Regions from separate parts of the Zea mays genome. Here region 1 is linked to region 2. The links are chromatin contacts, called in public HiChIP or PLAC-seq maps. All regions are on one chromosome and are shown on one strand. Each heading gives the region's core, a stretch centred on a gene start, on an enhancer-like site or on the middle of the called end of the contact. The rest is flanking DNA. Distances are from core to core; before and after follow the strand shown. Region 1 holds the start of LOC100304392 (Cation/H(+) antiporter 19). Region 2 holds the start of LOC542751 (origin recognition complex subunit 3).

Region 1 (5,129 bases), core at 1,877-4,376, 210 kb after region 2:
GCAAAGAATGATCCATATATGCCAAAATTGAATAAAACTCAAAGTTAAGTTTTTATTTGAAGTAGTTTTGCACTTGTTCCACTTGCTTTATGTTGTGTTGGCATAAATCACCAAAAAGGGGGAGATTGAAAGGGAAATGTGCCTTTGGGCCATTTCTAAGTATTTTGGTGATTGAGTGCCAACACAAAGTGCTTAAATGTGAATCTATGCCCATGGATGGACAAGTTGCAAATCACAAGTAAAGGTATGTTTCTAAGCCTTAGTACATTGGTTTTGTGTACTAATATATTGTCCAAGTGTTAGAAACAGGAAGAAGAAGTGGAGAGTGGCTGTGTACAGCCAAAGGCTGCTTCGGGCTGGGGCACCGGACTGTCCGGTGTGCACCGGACAGTGTCCGGTGCGCCAGACCAGCGCGGAGCAAACCAGCCGCTCTCGGGTTTGTCTCCGGCGACTTCGGCTAAAATTCACCGGACTGTCCGGTGTGCACCGGACTGTCCGGTGAGCCAACGGTCGGCCGGGCCAACGGTCGGCCGCGCGATCGGCGCGCGACACGTGGCCGAGCCAACGGTCGGAAGGAAGCACCGGACTGTCCGGTGTGCACCGGACTGTCCGGTGCGCCAGATCTGCAACGGTCGGCAACGGTCGGCTTCGCCATTTAAGGAAATAAATCGGGCACCGGACAGTGTCCGGTGTGCACCGGACTGTCCGGTGCGCCCGACGACAGAAGGCAAGGATAGCCTTCCAGATGTGTTCTCAACGGCTCCTAGCTGCCTTGGGGCTATAAAAGGGACCCCTAGGCGCATGGAGGAGAAACACCAAGCATTCCTTGAGCACTCTTGATCACTCACACATCAATCTTGTGCACTTGTTCAACATTCTAGTGATTTGAGCTCCGTTCTAGTGTGCTAGTCTCTTGAGCTCAAGTCTGGGTCTTGTGTGTGCGTATTCGCTGTGATCTTTGTGTCGTGTGTGAGTTGCTAATCCCTCCCTTGCTCCGTGATTCTCTGTGAACATCTTTTGTAAGGGCGAGAGGCTCCAAGTTGTGGAGATTCCTCGCAAACGGGATTGAGAAAAGAAAAGCAAAAACACCGTGGTATTCAAGTTGATCATTGGATCACTTGAGAGGAGTTGAGTGCAACTCTCGTCCGTTGGGACGCCACAACGTGGAGTAGGCAAGTTTTGTACTTGGCCGAACCACGGGATAACCACCGTGTCATCTCTGTGATTGATTTCTTGTGGTTATTGTGTTTTGACTCCTCTCTAGCCACTTGGCCATAATTGTGCTAACACTTAACAAGTTTTTGTGGCTTAAGTTTTGAAGTTTCACAGGATCACCTATTCACCCCCCCCCCTCTAGGTGCTCTCACACCGCCATGGCGCAGGAGGTCCATGGCCCAGAATATGATCCGAGCACCGAGCAGGTCGACCCCGATGTGCTCATGAGGGTCGGAGGAGGCAAGAGACATGGGCGGTACTGGATTGCCGACGGGGCAATCGACTCGTCCTCCACTCCCATTTTGTCTCAGGTGCGAGCAAGGAGCACGGGCTTGAGTCCAGCCATACGACCTTGGCACGACAGCTCACAGCATCGCATACAGCAACTCGAGGTTAGTGCTTCTATAACTCGTCCTTTCTTCAGTTATATACCTTCTCTTTGAGTTACTATAACGTTGGCTTGTAATATTACAGACCCAACTAGAAGAAGAGAGGAGGGAACGTCAAGAGATGGAGGCGAGGATGATGGCGGAGCGAGAGGCTCGCCTGACAGATCATCAGAGGATGGCGGAGATGTTCCAGTATATGCAGAGCCTTGGCGCCGCACAGGGTTTCGCTCCGCCACCTCCATTGTTCCCTGCAGTTGACCCTGCTCTGTTCCATACTCCTGTGAGTATCAAAATTGTAGTTAGATGTTGGTAATGCATCTGGTATAACACATGCAATCTCTTCTCTGTGCAGGGCCAATCTGGGGCGGCATCCAACAACCCTCATAGTTCGCCCAGCCCAACGCAGCACCAGTCCAACCGCCCACCTTAATGAGAGTTATGTTTTTAGTGTTTAGACTACAAAACTTATGTTGAATACTTATGTCAGAGCTTGAGACTTATGTGTTGATACTTCTGAACTTGTGTTGATACTGTTTGTGTTGAGAACTTGTATATTAATGTTAGTGTTGGATATTTATGTTTATGATGATATCTGTGATGTATATATATGATATCTGTGATGTATCTTTTGTTTGTTTGGATAGAATAGGAAAAACAAATAAAAAAGATGTGTACTGGTCACTTTGCCGGGTGTGACACTCGGCAAAGAGGTGCTTTGCCGAGTGTCAGGGTCATAACACTCGGCAAAGTACCAATACCTGGGCACCGGTATAGCTTCTTTGCCGAGTGTCGTGGACCTGACACTCGGCAAAGAGACACGCTTTGCCGAGTGCCACAGAGAGCACTTGGCAAAGAAGCTGACAAAGGGATCCACTGACGGATCCTTTGCCGAGTGTTAGTTGGCAGACACTCGGCAAAGAAGATACATATTTGTCGAGTGTCTCCTAATACACTCGGCAAAAACGTCGTCTCCGTCACTCTAATGCCGTGACGGCGGCTTTTCTTTGCCGAGTACTGTCTGGCACTCGGCAAAGTCTGTGTCGAGTGTCCGAAAAAAAGTACTCGGCAAAGAAGGCTTTACCGATGTACTGTTCATCAAGCCCTCTTTCCGAGTGCGACACTCGGCAAAGCCTGTGCCGAGTGTTTTCGAGGCGAGATCGATTCCGGTAGTGAAGAGTAAGATCGTCTGATCTAAAACATTTTCTGTATCTTTGTATGCTTCAACACCTATTCTATATCGTATGCGCTTGGCCCACGGCGGTTTACTATACTAAACGAAACGAAAGTTAATACTGTTCGGATGGTTTAGTTCGGATTTCGGAAATTAGATCGACTTAGACACACTGCGCTACACTACATATATTATACTAGTGATTGTACGGATGAGAACCGTGTTTATCTTTGCGTCTTGCGTGCCTAGTCGATCGCCATCATCGGCCACACCACCCACCCGGCCAGCTAGGTGCGTACGTTATATAAACACCTGTACGGTCCCGTGATCTCGATCGCCATCAACGTCGGACAAAGCAAAAACAAGTAGCAGCAAGAGAAGCTAGCTATCTAGCTAGCAGCCAGGAGGACAAAGTCAGCGTGGTCCATTCCAAGCGCGTGTGGTACGGTCTCCGTACGGCCGAGATCGAGCAGGGGCGAGGCGCGTACGTGCGTGTGTGTGCCCGCCGGCCGGCATGGCGAAGGTGGCGTCGAACGGGGCGTTCCAGGGCGACAACCCGCTGGACTTCGCGCTGCCGCTCATCATCCTGCAGATCTGCCTCGTCCTCGTCGTCACCCGCGGCCTCGCCTACCTCCTCCGCCCGCTCCGCCAGCCCCGCGTCATCGCCGAGATCATCGTAAGCGCCGCCGCCGCTGCCGAAGTTTGATTGCTCGTGCTTCTAATTCATTCTATGGGTTTTATATCTGTAGCGGTGCGTGCATGCGCAGCCACCAGCTTGCCGCCGTCAACTCCTTGTGGACGGCCGTGCGTGCTGGTGGCAGATCGGCATGCATGCCGTCGAAGCAAGCAAGCGCGCGCACACACACTACCTTCTTATAGGCTTGGCCGGCATACATATGCAAGAAATTAAATTTTGTGCAAACAAAAATTACAAAAGAAAACCTCACAATCAGTTTTAGTTCCCCCCAAAATAATACATGGCGAGTTGGATTCTTGGGTTTCAGTTTGATCTACACGTCATATTGCTGCAGTATAGCGTCACTTTATTTTGACTCGAACGAGTACACAACGCGTAGTCTTTACTCTTTCGTACGAAATGACCTGCAGCAGATCTGAATGCATGCACATGCACGGCACAAACAAACAAACAAAAAAAATGCATGGTGATCCACTGACGACATAGTGACATGGCACTGATGGCTTGCTCGCGTGGCGTGTGCATGCATGCAGGGAGGCATCCTGCTGGGCCCGTCGGCGCTGGGCCGGAGCACCAAGTTCCTGCACACCGTCTTCCCGCCGGCGAGCATGACGGTGCTGGACACGCTGGCGAACCTCGGCCTGCTCTTCTTCCTCTTCCTCGTGGGGCTGGAGCTCGACATCGCCGCCATCCGCCGCACGGGGAGGAAGGCCCTGGCCATCTCCCTCTCGGGCATCGCCCTCCCGTTCGCGCTCGGCGTCGGCACGTCCTTCGCGTTCCGCGCCACCGTCGTCAAGGACGCCCGCCACGCGCCGTTCCTCGTGTTCATGGGCGTCGCGCTCTCCATCACCGCGTTCCCGGTGCTCGCGCGCATCCTCACCGAGCTCAAGCTGCTGACCACCGACCTGGGCCGCCTGGCGCTGTCCGCCGCCGCGGTCGACGACGTCATGGCGTGGATCCTCCTCGCCCTGGCCATCGCGCTCTCGGGCTCCGGCTCGCCGATCGTCTCGCTGTGGGTCCTGCTAACCGCCGCCGCCTTTGTCGCAGCCGCCTTCTTGCTCCTCAAACCGGCGCTCGCGTGGATGGCTCGCCGGTGCCGCGACGGCGAGCCCATCAAGGAGCTCCACGTCTGCGCGACCCTCGCCATCGTCCTCGCCGCCGGGTTCGTCACCGACGTCATCGGCATCCACGCGCTGTTCGGCGGGTTCGTCGTCGGCGTGGTCGTCCCCAAGGACGGGCCGTTCGCCGGCATGCTCATCGAGAAGGTGGAGGACCTCGTCTCGGGGCTCTTCCTCCCGCTCTACTTCGTCTCCAGCGGCCTCAAGACCAACGTCGCCACCATCAGTGGCGCCAAGTCCTGGGGCTTGCTCGTGCTCGTCATCGCCAACGCGTGCATTGGCAAGATCGGCGGCGCGGTCGCCACCGCCCTGCTCGTCAAGATCCCCGTCCGCGAGGCGGTCACCCTCGGCTTCCTGATGAACACCAAGGGGCTCGTTGAGCTCGTCGTGCTCAACATCGGCCGGGACCGCAAGGTCCTCAACGACGAGGCGTTCGCCATCATGGTGCTCATGGCGCTCTTCACCACCTTCATCACCACGCCCATCGTCATGGCGGTCTACAAGCCCGCGCGCCCGTCGGTGCCGTACAAGCGCCGCAC
Region 2 (5,063 bases), core at 740-3,239:
TTTCAGCAGCCTAGACAATCCTTCTACCATGTTGCAAGAATTCCTTGCATTTTTGTTTGAGGGTAGATCGAAAGCATGTTTCCATATTGTTTGAGGGAGCGATTCAAGCTTATCATGCCAAAATTCCTCAGAATCTTCCTCCACCATTCCTAAGCACAAAAAGCTTAGAGGTTCCATGGAGAAGTGCTTACTGCATGCAAGCTTGAGAGCAGTAATAAAAGAAGTTATTGTCCCATCATGCCTAAAAAAGTAATTTCTGACGAACAGTGCGACTTCATGACTGATGCAAAATCCAGCGCATGGTTTAACAAGGACAGCCTCAACAAGTGCATTCAATCTATCTGAGGGAGACCCCAAGGTAAGTTTGCAGGGCTCTAATCGTTGAAGAGCCTCTGACGAGAGAAGCTTCTTTGGAGCATCAAGGGTAGTTGCTATCCCCATTACAAAGAAGACTGGAATTTTAAACACCCACTCACTCAGCATCATCACAAACTCTCCAAGCACATCGCCAGAACATTGCTCCAAATCATCAATTATGACAATGATAGGCTGATCAAAGTTCTCAGCTTCACAATACCATGATGCTAGCGCAGATACATCAGCAACATCTGGAACATCGGATAATAGCTGTCCCAACAGGCTCCTGAAGCAACCACCAACTCCATGTTTTGCTGATAACTCAGCCGCTGACAGCTTGACTATGTGACATCCATTGGACTTCATATGCCCTGCAAGGTCATGAAACGTTGTGATATCATCAACAAACTCTGCATTCTTGGTGAGGACGAATACCGTCGGGATCCTTCTGCAGATCACATCAGTCAGGAGAGGGTATGGCTGCTGGACTTCAGTGTGGTGCTTTTTCGTGATGGCATGGGCCGAAGCGAAGGACTCCTTCGCCCACTGCAGCACCTGGTCGAACAGCTTGAGGTTGATGGCCCTGAGGACCTCGTCGATGGTGGACTGGATCTTGGACCAAGTTCGGTGGAAGGCCTCAGCACGCAGCTGCTCATATAGCTCCGAATCCCCTTCGTCCTCACACTCCTCACCCGCTGGTTGACGACATCTGTTTGCTGATTTGCGGTTGGGTGAGGATGGCTGTGAGGTCTGAATCTGGCGCTGAGACCGGGAAGATGGCACCGAGGAGGCAGCAGCCTTGTGAAGGACAAGAAATGGCTGGATGTTGTTGGCAGCGGTGGGCAGGGCGTCACAGGGCGGCGGCGACATGGCTGATTTGACTGGAGGAGTCGGTGACTGCTGCGGCGGCGGCGGTTGGCGGGGGCAGTTAGGGTTCATTCAAGCCTCATGTCTTCACTTTCATCAGCAATGCCACCTCAACGCATATAATATACTGTAAATGTAGATAGAAATAAGCGACACGCAACTAAAACAATTACTGAGCATACATTTGTAATCTGAAAGTATTGGTTCTCTTCAGTTTGCAACCCGGTTAAAGATGCAATGAAATTGATTTCGGATTATGGTTCATGCTCCCTAAATCGAAGTGCCAGCTGATGTTGAATGCTTGAAAAGTAACGTTGCAAGACTTGAGGGATTTCTAGGTAATTAAGAGAGAAAAAATACCTGGCAAGATACTCGGCTGCTTCCTGTTTGCTTGCTCCTCCTCGTCCCCGCAGCGGAGATGGTTACGCCGGGCCAACGATGGCGCGGAGAAGGGGGTTTATGGGCACCCGGGGGAGAGAACGGCGGTGTGGGCGACGAGCGAAGCGGGCAGCGGTCGTGTGGGCGAGGTCGTCAGGAGGCGGAGGCGGAACCGCAGCCCGCAGAGTTGAGACGATCGAGAACTGGGAAGTGGGAGGAGGGAGAAGGGAGCGGTGCCCGGCGAGTGCCACGCCGATTTGCTTCTGCCAGGTGTTGAGAACTTGAGATTCGCCGGCGGCGGCCCTAGTGGTCTTCGCGAGGGTATGAACCGCCGCCGCCAGTTGGTAGGGACCGCTTCCCAGTACGAGAGGGAGCGCGTCAAGGTTCGTGCCACGCCAAAAATGAAAAAGTGGGCCCACACGTTGGCGACGTCCAGCACTCCACTCCCTTGCTCTAGACGTCGGGTTGAGTAGGGTTTGGATCGTATCAAGAACGGTTTGTACGTTTTTTTTTTTGCACGACCCGTGTTTAGTATCGGATTGAATTGGGTTGGGACATGCCTCCCATGGATATGTCAATCAGTTTTTTTCGAATTGAATCAGGTTTTTTTAGTTTATGGTCGATTTTTTTAGGTTAGATCAGATTTTAGGTTACATGCATAGTTTGTGCCTAGGCTATGGATTATTGTGGATCAAAAAATGGTTTGTACCTATTCGTTACACTGGCCGCCGAGTAAAAAAAAATTAGCAGATTGGATCAGATCGGTTGGCCTTAGTCTAAGAGCAATTCCGAGAGATGTTGTATACCAATTTGAGCATTTTTTGCGTCGAAACTCCATCTTTTCTTTATTTTTTCGGCTTCCCACAAAGGTGACAATCGATCGCTCATCTATACGTGAGTCAAACTCTCTTGGATAGAGTGCGCGCAATCCAGCAGCCTACGTGACAGGATATGGTGGAGAAGTTGTTGATGTGGCTCATTAAAGCTCCCCTAGGCCAATGAATTCCTTTAAAAAAAATTCGAGTGAAATTTTTATACATGTTTTTTGGATTTTTTTCAACAGCCTCCAATAAAAGATTTTGTGAAAGATTTTTGTAGTGTTCTTTTGGAAAGGCTCTAACCTCAAAACACATTCCTCCAAAACGAACCGGCATCGTCTACGAGGGATCACTTGCTGCCATCGCTCCCGTCACGGTTCCTACCAGCGCTTCTTGTGAGACTTCTTCAAAACCTTGACCATGCTCAACCTTGTTTTTGCGTCGCGTCCGACACAACTTTACCTGATGTCTCGAACACCACGTGTCTACGATCGCCTACACCAAGGACATGGACGACGGGATCCGATTCGTGGTAACCGACGAGAAGGTTTTTTACTCACTTCATTTTAAAATAGTAGTTGTTTTAGCTTTTAAATTATATATATATATTTAAATGGATTATGATAAATCTAGACACATATATGAAACATATACATCAAATATTATATAAACTCATTAATTATTTATGACTCAAAACAGGTGGCTTCGAGACAATAACACACCTAACGTTGCCGTCAAAACGACGCGAATGCGTGTTCTCTTACTTTTTTTTCTTAGGATATGCCCATTTAAAACTTAAATTTCATTGCAAATCTGTGAAAAGGGTCACCGGAGCTACAAGTTTTTGCAGAGAGGATCATTTCTATTGTTCACATCGAAGCACACCTACTACCCGAAAAAAAATCCCTGCAAATTTTCTTCTCGCATCGGGAAAGCACTGTCCACTGTGTCAGTAATCAGCATAAGAGATCGTTACATGAACACTCCCAGCCTCCCACAAAGTCCCTGGAAGCATTGTAAAAACCTGACCTGATCGGGGTCAGCAGCAAACGGTCGAGTTCTCTCACAATACGCGAGAACTCACAAACCCAACCAAATAATAACACCTAAATTTTGTACAAAATAAACACCTAAATCTCCACAGGCTTCTTTAACAATAGAGGTGCCGCGATGTTCTGGTCAGAAGTTGCTCCACCCCCGCTCCTTGTCCCTGTTCTGCTGTACCTTTGCCCGCCAGCGCCGTCGCTCACAGGCACCCGCCGCGCCGCCCTGCGTGCGCTGTCAGTACCCCGGGCAGCAGCAGCACCGGCGGCTTTCTTCCCTGCCTGCGCTGCCAGCGACGGCCGGATGACTACCTTCTTCTGCAGGCTTCGCCGCAGTATGCTGTTGATCCTCCTACTCCGGCTGCCCTTGTCGTTGGATACAGCCGGAGGAGAGCACAGCGGGGGCGAGGACAGGTTCTCAGTGATCTTGTCAAGCGGCAACACCGCTGCTGCTGCTGCTGCAGGCTTTGCTACGGGCATTGGCAGCAGCGAGTTGCGCCGTGGCAGCGGTATGAGGGACGTCCTGCGTGAAGCTGGGTTCAACGGCCGCTGGTGAGCTCCACCGTTGCAGAGTGACACTCGCCTGGCCTTCGTTGTCGGCGGCAGCTGCACAGCAGCTTCAGGGTCGTTCTCCTTCTCGTCCCCTAGTGACATCAGCTGCTTGAAGCTGTAAGTGTCAGTGTTGCTGTCGGAGAACATCTGCTTCGAGATGCCCCCCAAGTCTTTAGGCGCTGCTGCTTTCTCTGCTGTGGAGTTGAGGTTCCTCTCGGCCATCGGGCTTCTCGAGTACGAGTTCTCTTCTTTCATGCCGTGCTGCTTCTGCAGATGGTCTTGGGCAATCTTGTTGTCGACATGCTGCCGTGCTATCTTTCTTTCAACTAGGAGCTGTGATTCCAGCTCTTTGATCTGCAGAGAGTTTAGAAGTAGCGATCAGCATGTAAACTTTTTTATTCCGATTCCAGTTTTCCCATGCACACTAAATCAGTTACCACATCACATTTTGCAAAAGCATCATATATGCAACAGCAGCAGCAGCAGCAAAGCCTTAAAAGCATGATATATAAGAAGAGAAAATCATATCATCCATTTTCTTGATTAACCAGTCTAATTGAAATTTAATTAGCATTTAATTGGTTGTAACATGGAAGTTAATTGTATTTATTTTTTATATTGCTGGTTGGTCTACTCAATCAATTTTGCCGGCAAGGTGCACTAGTGCCAACTATCATCATTCATTGTCACATATTTTACATTTATGTTACATATGAAAATGATAAGTTCTGTTAAGTTGCATCTAAGAAAAAATTGCAACATAAATTGTGTAGGCTTTGCATGAGATGTTGTATCCATGCTTAACATTAGCTACTAAGCAATAATTCATTAGAAATCGCAGACATGTGACATTGGAAAAAACATATAGAGCTTGTTCGGCTGCCATTTTCATCCAGCTGCAGCTGCAAACAAACACTGTTCCTACAGCAGCAAGCAGCAGGCGGCTGCAGCAGCTGCCACTGTAGAAACTAGCAGCCGAACAAGCCGATAGATCAAGTACATGTGTACCCATTCAAAGTAGGCGATGACTAATGTACAATCAGACCTT

Evidence for each region. HiChIP or PLAC-seq counts read pairs in DNA pulled down with a chosen protein or histone mark.
Region 1: a contact with region 2 is called in an H3K4me3 HiChIP or PLAC-seq map of leaf, with 3 times the contacts expected there. The contact joins the promoter of LOC100304392 here to the promoter of LOC542751 in region 2. A contact is called at or near these places in 2 of 25 Hi-C or Micro-C datasets (ear and tassel) and 1 of 3 datasets of contacts at active chromatin or transcription factors (leaf).

Annotation. Positions count from the first base shown.
Region 1 is chr1:178,322,558-178,327,686 of Zm-B73-REFERENCE-NAM-5.0, forward strand. LOC100304392 (Cation/H(+) antiporter 19) reads left to right here and starts at 3,127. Exons shown (of 2, transcript NM_001165828.1): 1 at 3,127-3,451; 2 at 4,006-5,129. The coding sequence starts at 3,290.
Region 2 is chr1:178,115,035-178,120,097 of Zm-B73-REFERENCE-NAM-5.0, forward strand. LOC542751 (origin recognition complex subunit 3) reads right to left here and starts at 1,990. Exons shown (of 3, transcript NM_001112260.2): 1 at 1,585-1,990; 2 at 1-1,351. The coding sequence starts at 1,296. It overlaps LOC100193929, which reads right to left. Exons shown (of 5, transcript NM_001329512.1): 5 at 3,437-4,369. The coding sequence ends at 3,551.